Linked DNA regions of Mus musculus: region 1 is linked to region 2. Evidence: chromatin contacts called from public ChIA-PET data. All regions are on one chromosome and are shown on one strand. Each heading gives the region's core, a stretch centred on a gene start, on an enhancer-like site or on the middle of the called end of the contact. The rest is flanking DNA. Distances are from core to core; before and after follow the strand shown.

Region 1 (4,244 bases), core at 252-2,751, 230 kb after region 2:
AGGGGTAGCATCTGTGGGGAGGCAGGTGTCACAGTTTGGGGTACGCACGAAGGAGGAGAAGACAGAGCCTTCCTCGCTTCGTAAAGAAGAAATGACTTACCTCAGACAGACAGGTCGGCAGTGGAGCAGGTGATGGGTCAGCTCACTGACTTGTGTGGTGACCATTTCCTGTCTGGGCACCAAGACGGGCAGGAGAAATGGTAGTCCTGGCTGACAGCTTTGTTCTAACAGAGGTCACCCGCTTAACTGCTGGGCCTCTGACTCACAGAGTTTTGAGGAGGTTGTGGGACTCACAGTTGTCCCATCTGTCCTAGGGACATTTACCAGGACAATCCTAGACAGCTAGCTGTGCTCCATACATGGCAGAGCAGGAGGCTCAGGAGCGCTAGATGTATTCCAGCCCAGCCCAACCCCCATTCGAGCTGTCTCTTCCACACTTCATTCCGGAGAGCATGCTGTCGGACACACCTGTGGCTTAGGTGACATGGTGACAGCCTGCCTGGTCAGTCACCCGGCTGCCCCCTTCAGAATGCGGCTTCTTTTAGAAGACTGTCTCTCTGGTTCATCATCTAACACACAAACAAGCTTGTGGAATGTTCCCTGTGTGTACATTGGGGACTTCCTGTGTGATATTTCTGGGCATTTCGGACAGGCGCTGCTATTACCATCTGTCCTCTTTCTGCTGGGTTGGGTTCCCTGAGCCCCAGACTGTCTCCTGCAGTAAAATCCAAATTGGGGATGTGGTGGGTCCCACCCTCCTCTACCCCCTGTTGGTGTCCTGGGCTGGCCAGCTGGGAGGGCAGGCTGGCTGAGCCAACCCAAGCAGGAGCCTTGGATCTCCCTCTGCCTCTGAAGCCAGTGGGCAGACTCCACCAGTCAGGGTCCGCGAGGGCTGGCGTGTGCTTGGCTTGAGGCTCCAGCTCAGGGTCAGTGGGCTTCTTGCAGGCTGGTCATATGACCTTGCTTGTGTTCTGCTTCCTCCTCCTGCATCCTACTTCCCTTGCATACGAGCCCTGTCAGCCAGGCTGAGCCCACAGGTCCCCTGTCAGCCAGGCAGAGCCCACAGGTCCCCTGTCAGCCAGGCTGAGCCCACAGGTCCCCAACACATTTTGTTCCAGGAAAGCCTGTTTTCCGTTTTTTCCTGTGTGGTTTCCCAGTCTGACTTTGCAGCCACCTTGTGCTTCCTCCCTGTCCAGGAAGAGGCAGATTTCCCACTGTGAGAGTTGGAGAAGATCTTCCCTCTAGTGGGACAGGGACAGGCTGGAGCTGTCTGTCCCTCCTTTGTGGGAGGCACTGTCACCCCACCAGGGCCTCCTGGTGAATTTGCAAGTCACCTGTGAGTAAGAGAGGCACGCTTGTGGGCAGGAGGCCGGGAAGGGTCCGAGAGCCTCTGTGCGTGGGATGGCTCTTTTTCAGGAGGTGCCAACTGTCTGTGGTGACACCAGCTGTCAAGGGGCCCCGGCATTTCCTGGAGCTCTGAGCTTAGCAGATGGCTTCCTAAAACTGAGAGTCTGAGGAGCCCGGGGGTCGGATGGTGTCAGTTCCTCTAGGGAAGCAAGTGTGTCCTTGAGGGTTGATGATGGAATGCTGTGGGCCGCTGGCCTGCTGCCTCTTCTGCCTCCACCTGGCTGTCCAAGATGGCTGTTTCAAGTTCTGACGCCGAGGGTGTGTGTGGGGTCCTGAAGTCTCTTGAGTTCTCTTACATTCAGCACTGCGGCACGTATGGAGGAGACTTTATGGTGCCATCTTGAACCCACTTGAGGTTTTTTTTTCCCCCACAGTAAAAGCACATTGTCACGTATGTCAGTACTTGATGACTGCTGGCCACCCGTGGGTAACACTGCACCTCTTGATTGATTGTGCATCAGGCCAGAGACGAGGCCAAGGTTAGCTCTTGGCTGAGTTCTCTCTTACCTGGGCATGCTTGTGCCCTTGTGGGGACAGCATTTATAGAGGGCAAACCTGGAACTACCTGGTGTGTGTGTGTGTGTGTGTGTGTGTGTGTGTGCGCGCGCGCGCGCGCGCGTGCGCGCATGCACGAGTGTGCTAGAGTGTGCATGTGTTCAAGCCAGCTGTCTGTCTCCTCCTTATTTGACTGGTGTGGTGTGTATAGGAGACCTCCATCTGCCTGTGGGCTGATCTGGGAGGCTGCAGGTCTGTGCCTGGGGGAACCTTGCTTTGCTTGGCAGTGCTCAGACAGGAGGGAGCAGCTGCAATCTCATTAGGGGCCAGGAGGAAAATGCTTGTACAAGTTGACCTGGTGTCCCACAGATGAGGCTAGGTGTGCGGAAGGGTTATTTCTCCCTTCCTGAGCAGCTGCCTCGATGGTTGTAGCCCTGTCTGCGGTCCCTCGGGCACTGCACTCTCCTCCTTCTTTCCTGGCCTAACTTCTTAGGGTCTTTGGAGCTTAGGCGGCTCCTGGTCAAAGTTGGAGGGGCTCTCAGGCCCGGCTGCAGTGGGGAGGAGTAGGGAGCATTGAAGCCCCTGGCTCCTCGCCCCCGCCCGCCTCTGCTGGGGAGTGAGCTGGAGGCTGCTGGGCTCAGCTGACATTCTCCAAGGAGGACTTGGAACGAACCCCAGGCATAAACGGGTGAGGTCAGTGGTGTGCTCAGCAAGAAGGCCCCAGTTAGTGACGACCTGCCACAGCTCCCAGGCTCCCTGGCTGACGTCCCTGGCTCCAGCTCCTTCCCTGTGCTGTTCCAGGGGACATGACCATCAGGGATGCAGATTTATGTACCGTGTGCCTCAGTGCTAGAGTGGGAGGCCCACATCATTTTACCGCCAGCCACCATGCTGACTTTCCCCACACTTCCCAGCTGTTACTCACAGTGAGCTCTGTGAGGGACGGAGTTGGTGAGCGGAAGCTCCTAACTGTCTAGTAAATTTTCCCCAGGCTATGAGCAGTGGATCCAGAGTCCTGCGTTTCTACTGGGTAGGCTGTTATCTCTGCTGGGGCACAGTGCCCGGGGCGGGGTTACCAGAGGGTGTATGGAGAGTCACGTGACACCAGAGCAGCCCAATCTGCGACACCTACGACACATACAGCGTGGCTTTATGTGTGGACAGTGGGGGCCTTGTGGTGCTGCGTGATACTGTGCACTGAAGGCCCCAAGTGTGTGCAAAGGACTCTCCGCAGCCTCTCTCTGTCTGTCTGTGTCTGTCTGTCTGACTGCAGTCTCATTGCCTCCAGAACCCAGCCTTGCTAGTTTGATTCCAAGCAGTGATTTTGACTTCTAGCTTCTGTGTTAACTTGGTCCCCAGGGGGCTTCTGGGTTTTCCTTAAGGTTTCCTGGGCTCCTGTCTTCCTTTGTCTCCTGCAGGTATGAACATCCAGGTAACAGGAAGACGAAGGAGGGAGAGGTTTGGACCGCATTTGCTATTGTTTGTAGAGAGAGACACCAAGGCTGGAAAAAGGGTGAGGTGGGGGTGGGCGGGTCCCAGTCCTGCTAAAGAGGAAAGTTGTGGTCAAGGCCAAAGCAGGGAGTGAGGGCCCTTTGGCTTTACTTTCTAAGAGGCTCAAAGATGGAGTGTCAACGCCAGGGGTTCTGTCCCCTGGAGTTGGGCAAAGACAGCATTGGTGGGAGTGTTTGTCCTCTATATCTGTGGCCTTATACTTGAGAAATATTTGGAGCCAGAAAACACAGCTCAGTGCTGTCTGTCTTGTGTTGCATGAGGTCCTAAGTCCTGCACTGGGGGAAAAGAAGAAAAGAAATATTTTTAAAATCACATCTACTTGCAGAGAACCTGAATTTGGTTCTCAGGATCCTCCCTTGACAGCTTCCAACCACCCTCAACTGCATCTGAAGCCCGAGATGGGCTCTGCAGGCACGCACGCATGCACGCACACATGCTGTGACCAAGCCTGGATACCTAACTTACCTGTCACCCACATGGTGAGAAGAGAGAAGCGACTCCATAGTTGTCTTCTGACTTGTATGTGTGCGTGTGCGCATGCACATATACACAGATATAAAAGGGAGTAAATGATTTTAAAAAGATGTATTTTATATGTGTGACTCTTTTGCATACACATATGTATGTGCACTATATGCGTGCATGGTGCCAGAGGAAGCCAGAAGAGGGACTCAGGTCCCTTGGGATTGATGCTCACATGGGTGCTGGGAACTGAACCCGGGTCCTCTGCAAAAGCAGGGCACACTCTTAACTACTGAGCCATGTCTACAACCCTTAAAAAAAATGTAAAACAAAACAGTATATAAGTCTACTGGGCGTGGTGGTTCATG
Region 2 (4,596 bases), core at 1,344-3,843:
TATCTTGAACAAACTAGCAGAGACATACATCTCCAACAGATTTATTTTTAAAGGAATGACCTAAGGGAGAAAAAAATGGGGGTACAGAAGTATGGACTAGAAAATAAATACAAATGTAAGCTGTTTTACTAATTTTATAACCACAGACTTGTACAGAGAATGAAGCCCTGTACACAACACAACAGATTCAAACGAGGTGTTCCCTTAGCAAGGCTGAAGATTCAGTCTCTGGTATTTGGAATTTGGATGCAGTCCTTGTTTTTGGATGGATCACTGGGTGTTTGGCACAGTCCATGCTTTTAACCAGATTTGAACAGAAGAATGGCCACCTGACCCAGGTAGAAGTAGATGAAGTGTTTGGTTTCATGTGTCACATAACTACCGAAGTTTCGGCCCACAATGCAGTGCCAGGTAGGGTTGTACTTCTTGTCAAACTCCTAGGAAGAAGAAACAGAAATTTAGTGGTACACCTGGAGGATTCACTTTCCAGAGCCTGTAGGACCAGAAAGGGCAATCCTGGCATCTGTAATTGTCTCCACACTGGGACTGAATCCAGGGCATGGGCATGCAGGCAAGCGCTCACCACAGCCCCAGCAAATTCTTAAGAGAATGTTCCCTGGCTTTAAATCATCTACCTAATGCAACGTGCTTGCAGTCTGAGGTAAACTGAGAATGGGAGCTAAGAAGATCAAAGGTAGAAGGTCATTTTCAAGGACAGTTCTGTTTCAATGAGGGCACTTCTGGACTACTTTGATTTTTTTGTTTTGTTTTGTTTTCTAAAGACAGGGTCTCTCTGTAGTCCTGACCGCACTAGAACTGGTTTGGTCTCAAAAATCAAAGAGATCTGCCTGCCTCTGCCTTCCTAGTGCTGGGGGGTTAAAAGACCCATCATCTGCACCTCACCTCTGACTCCAGCAATTCGATGGAGGTAGATGACATCAGCATTTGCAGTTCATCAGGCTCCACCACTGTATTTGCCATGCACCCCAAATCAGGAAGACAACCACCACCCCCCCCCCCAAAGACCAAAGGACAAAGTCTCAATTACCACATAAATCAAGCCAGGCTGAAAAATGCAACAGAACCTGACAGTTAAATGCCAGGACTTTATCTTTTAAAATCGCTCTCCTCCACATCTACCCAGTCTTAAAAATTAGCAAGTTAGAGAGCATCTGCTACCTGATTCTCCCATCCCATGGACATTAAAACTAGCAATGTGTTCATTTCTTCACTAGTTGGATAGAACCAGGGCCAGAGATGATGTAAAATTCTTTAGGGCTCCTACTATCTTATCGGGCAATCGGTATGAAAACCTCATTTATTAAGCAGAATGTCTCTCTTACAATCCAGACGCACATACTGCTGCATTTGTCAAAAAAAGATATTCAAGCCGGGCGTGGTCTCGCACGCCTTTAGTCCCAGCACTTGGGAGGCAGAGGCAGGCGGATTTCTGAGTTCGAGGCCAGCCTGGTCTACAAAGTGAGTTCCAGGACAGCCAGGGCTACACAGAGAAACCAAAAAAAAAAAAAAAGTATTCATTTTTGTTCCATGTGAGTCTTTCATCCTCCCGTTCTCCACTGGAACCCTCCCACGGCTTCGGCTTCCAGTTTCCTTCCAGCAAACATAGCTTGAGAAGTTGGCAGTCTTGCGCCAGCTTTCTACAAAACTGCCATTTACCAAGCCTCCACCCAAGCCCCCCAAACCACCACTGCCACCCACTTTCCCTGAACTGTCGACTAACTCCCGACTAGAAGGCTGGCAAGATCTCCTCCTAGCCCGGCTGGAAACACCCACGCAGGCAGGCGCAACCCCCCCCCCTCCCGGAACACCCAGATGGATCCTCGGCGCAGGAATTCTACAGCAGGGGGAACTGCTCGCAACTCCCTGATCTTGGAAACCGTTGCTAGGTGGCGCTTTCCCCCAAGGAGCTGGGGGTTTAAAAAAAAAAAAAAAACTTCTGGCGTTGAGGGTCTGGTCTTCCCCAGAGGAACGCGAAACCCTTGCGTCCTTTCTAGAACTATCCATCCCGAGCCGCCCTGAGTGCTACAGGGAAACTGCCAGGCGCCCAGAGGACGCAGAATCGGGGAGTAGGAACTACGCGGCGCCGGGTCCTCACCTTCTTGATATGGGCCGCAATATCCTTCTCGATGTTGTACTTCTCCAACGCCTGGGTAGCGCACTCCACCGAGTCCTGTTGCATCTCTTCCGACATGTCTGCATTTTTGATCACCGCCTTCCGGTCGCACATGGTTACCTGTGTGGTGACGAAGCGCAGGGAAGAGGGAGAGGGGTCGGGTGCGGGCCGCGCTCGCTGCCCTCCCGACCGGCGCCCCCCTTGAGGACGACGCCCCCACCCGCTTCCGAGGGGCAGCTCCCGAGGTCCGCACCGCAGGCCCGAGGTAGGGGGGACGGGGAGGACCCGAGCCCGGTCTCACCGTGGAGCAGAGGCCAGCCGGCTGCTGCGAGCTCCTAGGGAAGGTGCGGGCGCCGCTCAAGCAGCAGAAGACAGCCGGTCGCTACCGAAGCCGTGGCGCATCTAAGCTGCCCCACGCCAGCCGCCGCCGCCTAATCCCTAGGCCCCGCCCTGCGCCCGCGGCCCCGCCCCCGGCCCGCGTCGCTATTGGCCATCCGCTACCGCCAGCCTCTCCCGATTGGCTAGCGGATTCAATGGTTCCCTCAGGATCTTTCCCCCGCGTTTTGTTGCAGACCACAATGCACCGCGCACAGCGTCGGTTGCCCGGGCGATGCGCGGCACGCGTGCGGAGGCCCACACACCCTGAAGGCGGAGCCCCGGGTCGAGTGGCTGGCTCCCGGACCACCCAGCAGTCTGGAAGGAGGTGAGGGCGGGCATTTTCCTCTCGGGGGCCCCACTGAGGTTAGCGCAGGGTGTGTTCTGGAATCGCAGGTTCTAGAAGGCTGGGAGCTGCCGCCCCAGGTGCCGCCCATTTCCACCATCTCCCCCCACCCACCCGGGGTCCGCACGATTTATGGCCTTTGACAGGTGGCCTCGAGCTTAGCAAGGGTGAGCCATCGATGCAGTTGCACTCAGGGTCTCGTAGGGCTTGGTTCGAAGCTCTGCTGTCACATTCCTGAAGTTTGTAAGTAAGTGCGTGTGTCTGAGGAGGCCCTGGGCTTGAGAGGCAAGTTCTACGTTCTGCCACTGAACCCTGTTTTCTTTCTTTTTCGTTTTTTCTGCCCGTGTCCTCCCCACCCTACCTTAGCATCGTCTCCCTAAGTAGCCCCAGGATGATCTAAAGTTCGCATTTCTTCTTGGCGCCTCCCCCATGCGCCATCACACCGGGTTAAATTCCGAATTTTATAACATGACACTACATGCTTATTTCGTACTGTAGCCCCTGTGTAGCTGGTACTGCCCTAGGAGACCGTATACATACTGATAGCCTAATGATTGAAGGAGAAATTCGGGAAAGGGATCGCGTATCCAGGAGGTAGAGCCTGTCTGCCAGGCAGTGGGGACCTCAAGATCTGGAATGTGGGTGGATGCCCAGTGTGTACAGGTGAGGCTGCTTCCTCGGATAGAATGTCCATTTGGGCAAAGTTTCTTGGCTGAGGATTTATTTATACAAAGGAAGACGTATCTTAAGAAAGTGATCCTAAGATGTGTCTCCTCTGGCATTTATGACTAATCGTACCCACATAATAAATAAATAAATAAAAATAACAAAATACTGGGCTACCCCTCAGTCAGTAGAGCATTTGCTTGGTATGAGTGAGGCCAGAGGCTGCATATTTGATCCCCAGGAGGCTCCAGGAGGGAGTCAGAACACTGGAAGACAGGAACAGAAGGATCAGAAATTCAAGTCCAGCTTTGGATAGATGGCGCCAAGGCTAGCCTGGGCTACATGAGATCCTGTGTAAACTGCCCTCCCCCCCAAAAAAATAAATGAAATAAAACGAGTCAGCAGCAGTGAGTGGGTGCTTGACCTCTGCTCAGCACCGTACCACTCACAACAGCTGTGTCTGAGAGGATCTTCTTTTTCTTGCTCTCTTTAAAAAAAAAAAAAAAAAAAAAAAAAGCTGGGCGTGGTGGCACACGCCTTTAATCCCAGCACTTGGGAGGCAGAGGCAGACGGATTTCTGAGTTCGAGGCCAGCCTGGTCTACAAAGTGAGTTCCAGGACAGCCAGGGCTACACAGAGAAGCCCTGTCTTGAAAAACCAAAAAAAAAAAAAAAAAAAAAAAAAAAGTTTGTGGGTGTTTGGTTGTATGTCCCTGTGCCACATCTATGCCTGGTACTCAGGGAGGACAGGAAAGGGCATTGGGTGGTCTGGCTCTGGGATTTCAGAGAGTTGTAAACTGCCATATGGGTGATGGGAATTGAACCTGGATCCTCAGAAGAACATCTGTAACTGCTGAGCTCTCTTTCCAGCCCCAAGGGGACCCTCTGTTTTTACATTCTCGGCGAAGCTGTGCAGCTGGGGGTTACCTTGAATCCCTGATCTCCTTGCTCCCACATTTCAAGGACTGGAATTTAAGGCACAGGCCACCAAACCTAGTTTTTAAGGGGTTCAAGAACTGAGCCAGGGCCTTGTGAGTCTAGGCAAACGTTCTACCAGCAGAGCCATTTCCCCAACCC

Evidence for each region. ChIA-PET counts read pairs in DNA pulled down with a chosen protein or histone mark.
Region 1: an RNA polymerase II ChIA-PET map of memory CD8 T cells shows a contact between it and region 2, with 7 read pairs. The contact joins the enhancer-like site here to the promoter of Dynll1 in region 2. A contact is called at or near these places in 2 of 39 promoter capture datasets (embryonic stem cells and neural stem cells), 1 of 484 Hi-C or Micro-C datasets (B cells), 4 of 115 datasets of contacts at active chromatin or transcription factors (embryonic stem cells, memory CD8 T cells and pancreatic cancer cells) and 3 of 9 other capture datasets (adipose tissue, liver and pancreatic islet).

What each region holds. Positions count from the first base shown.
Region 1 is chr5:115,529,185-115,533,428 of GRCm38.p6, forward strand. All of the region lies in intron 1 of Pxn (paxillin), which reads left to right. Among named protein-coding and RNA genes, the nearest start is that of Gm13840, 20 kb to the left of the region's middle. Within about 2 kb of position 1,502, at least 207 of the 459 cell types and tissues checked have an H3K27ac peak or open chromatin away from gene starts, as enhancers often do. A contact at or near this core is called in adipose tissue, liver, memory CD8 T cells and 1 more, where this site is marked.
Region 2 is chr5:115,298,397-115,302,992 of GRCm38.p6, forward strand. It overlaps Dynll1 (dynein light chain LC8-type 1), which reads right to left and starts at 2,594. Exons shown (of 3, transcript NM_019682.4): 1 at 2,436-2,594; 2 at 2,117-2,254; 3 at 1-437. The coding sequence starts at 2,248. The coding sequence ends at 300. It overlaps Gm13830 (predicted gene 13830), which reads left to right and starts at 2,724. Exons shown (of 2, transcript NR_131932.1): 1 at 2,724-2,837.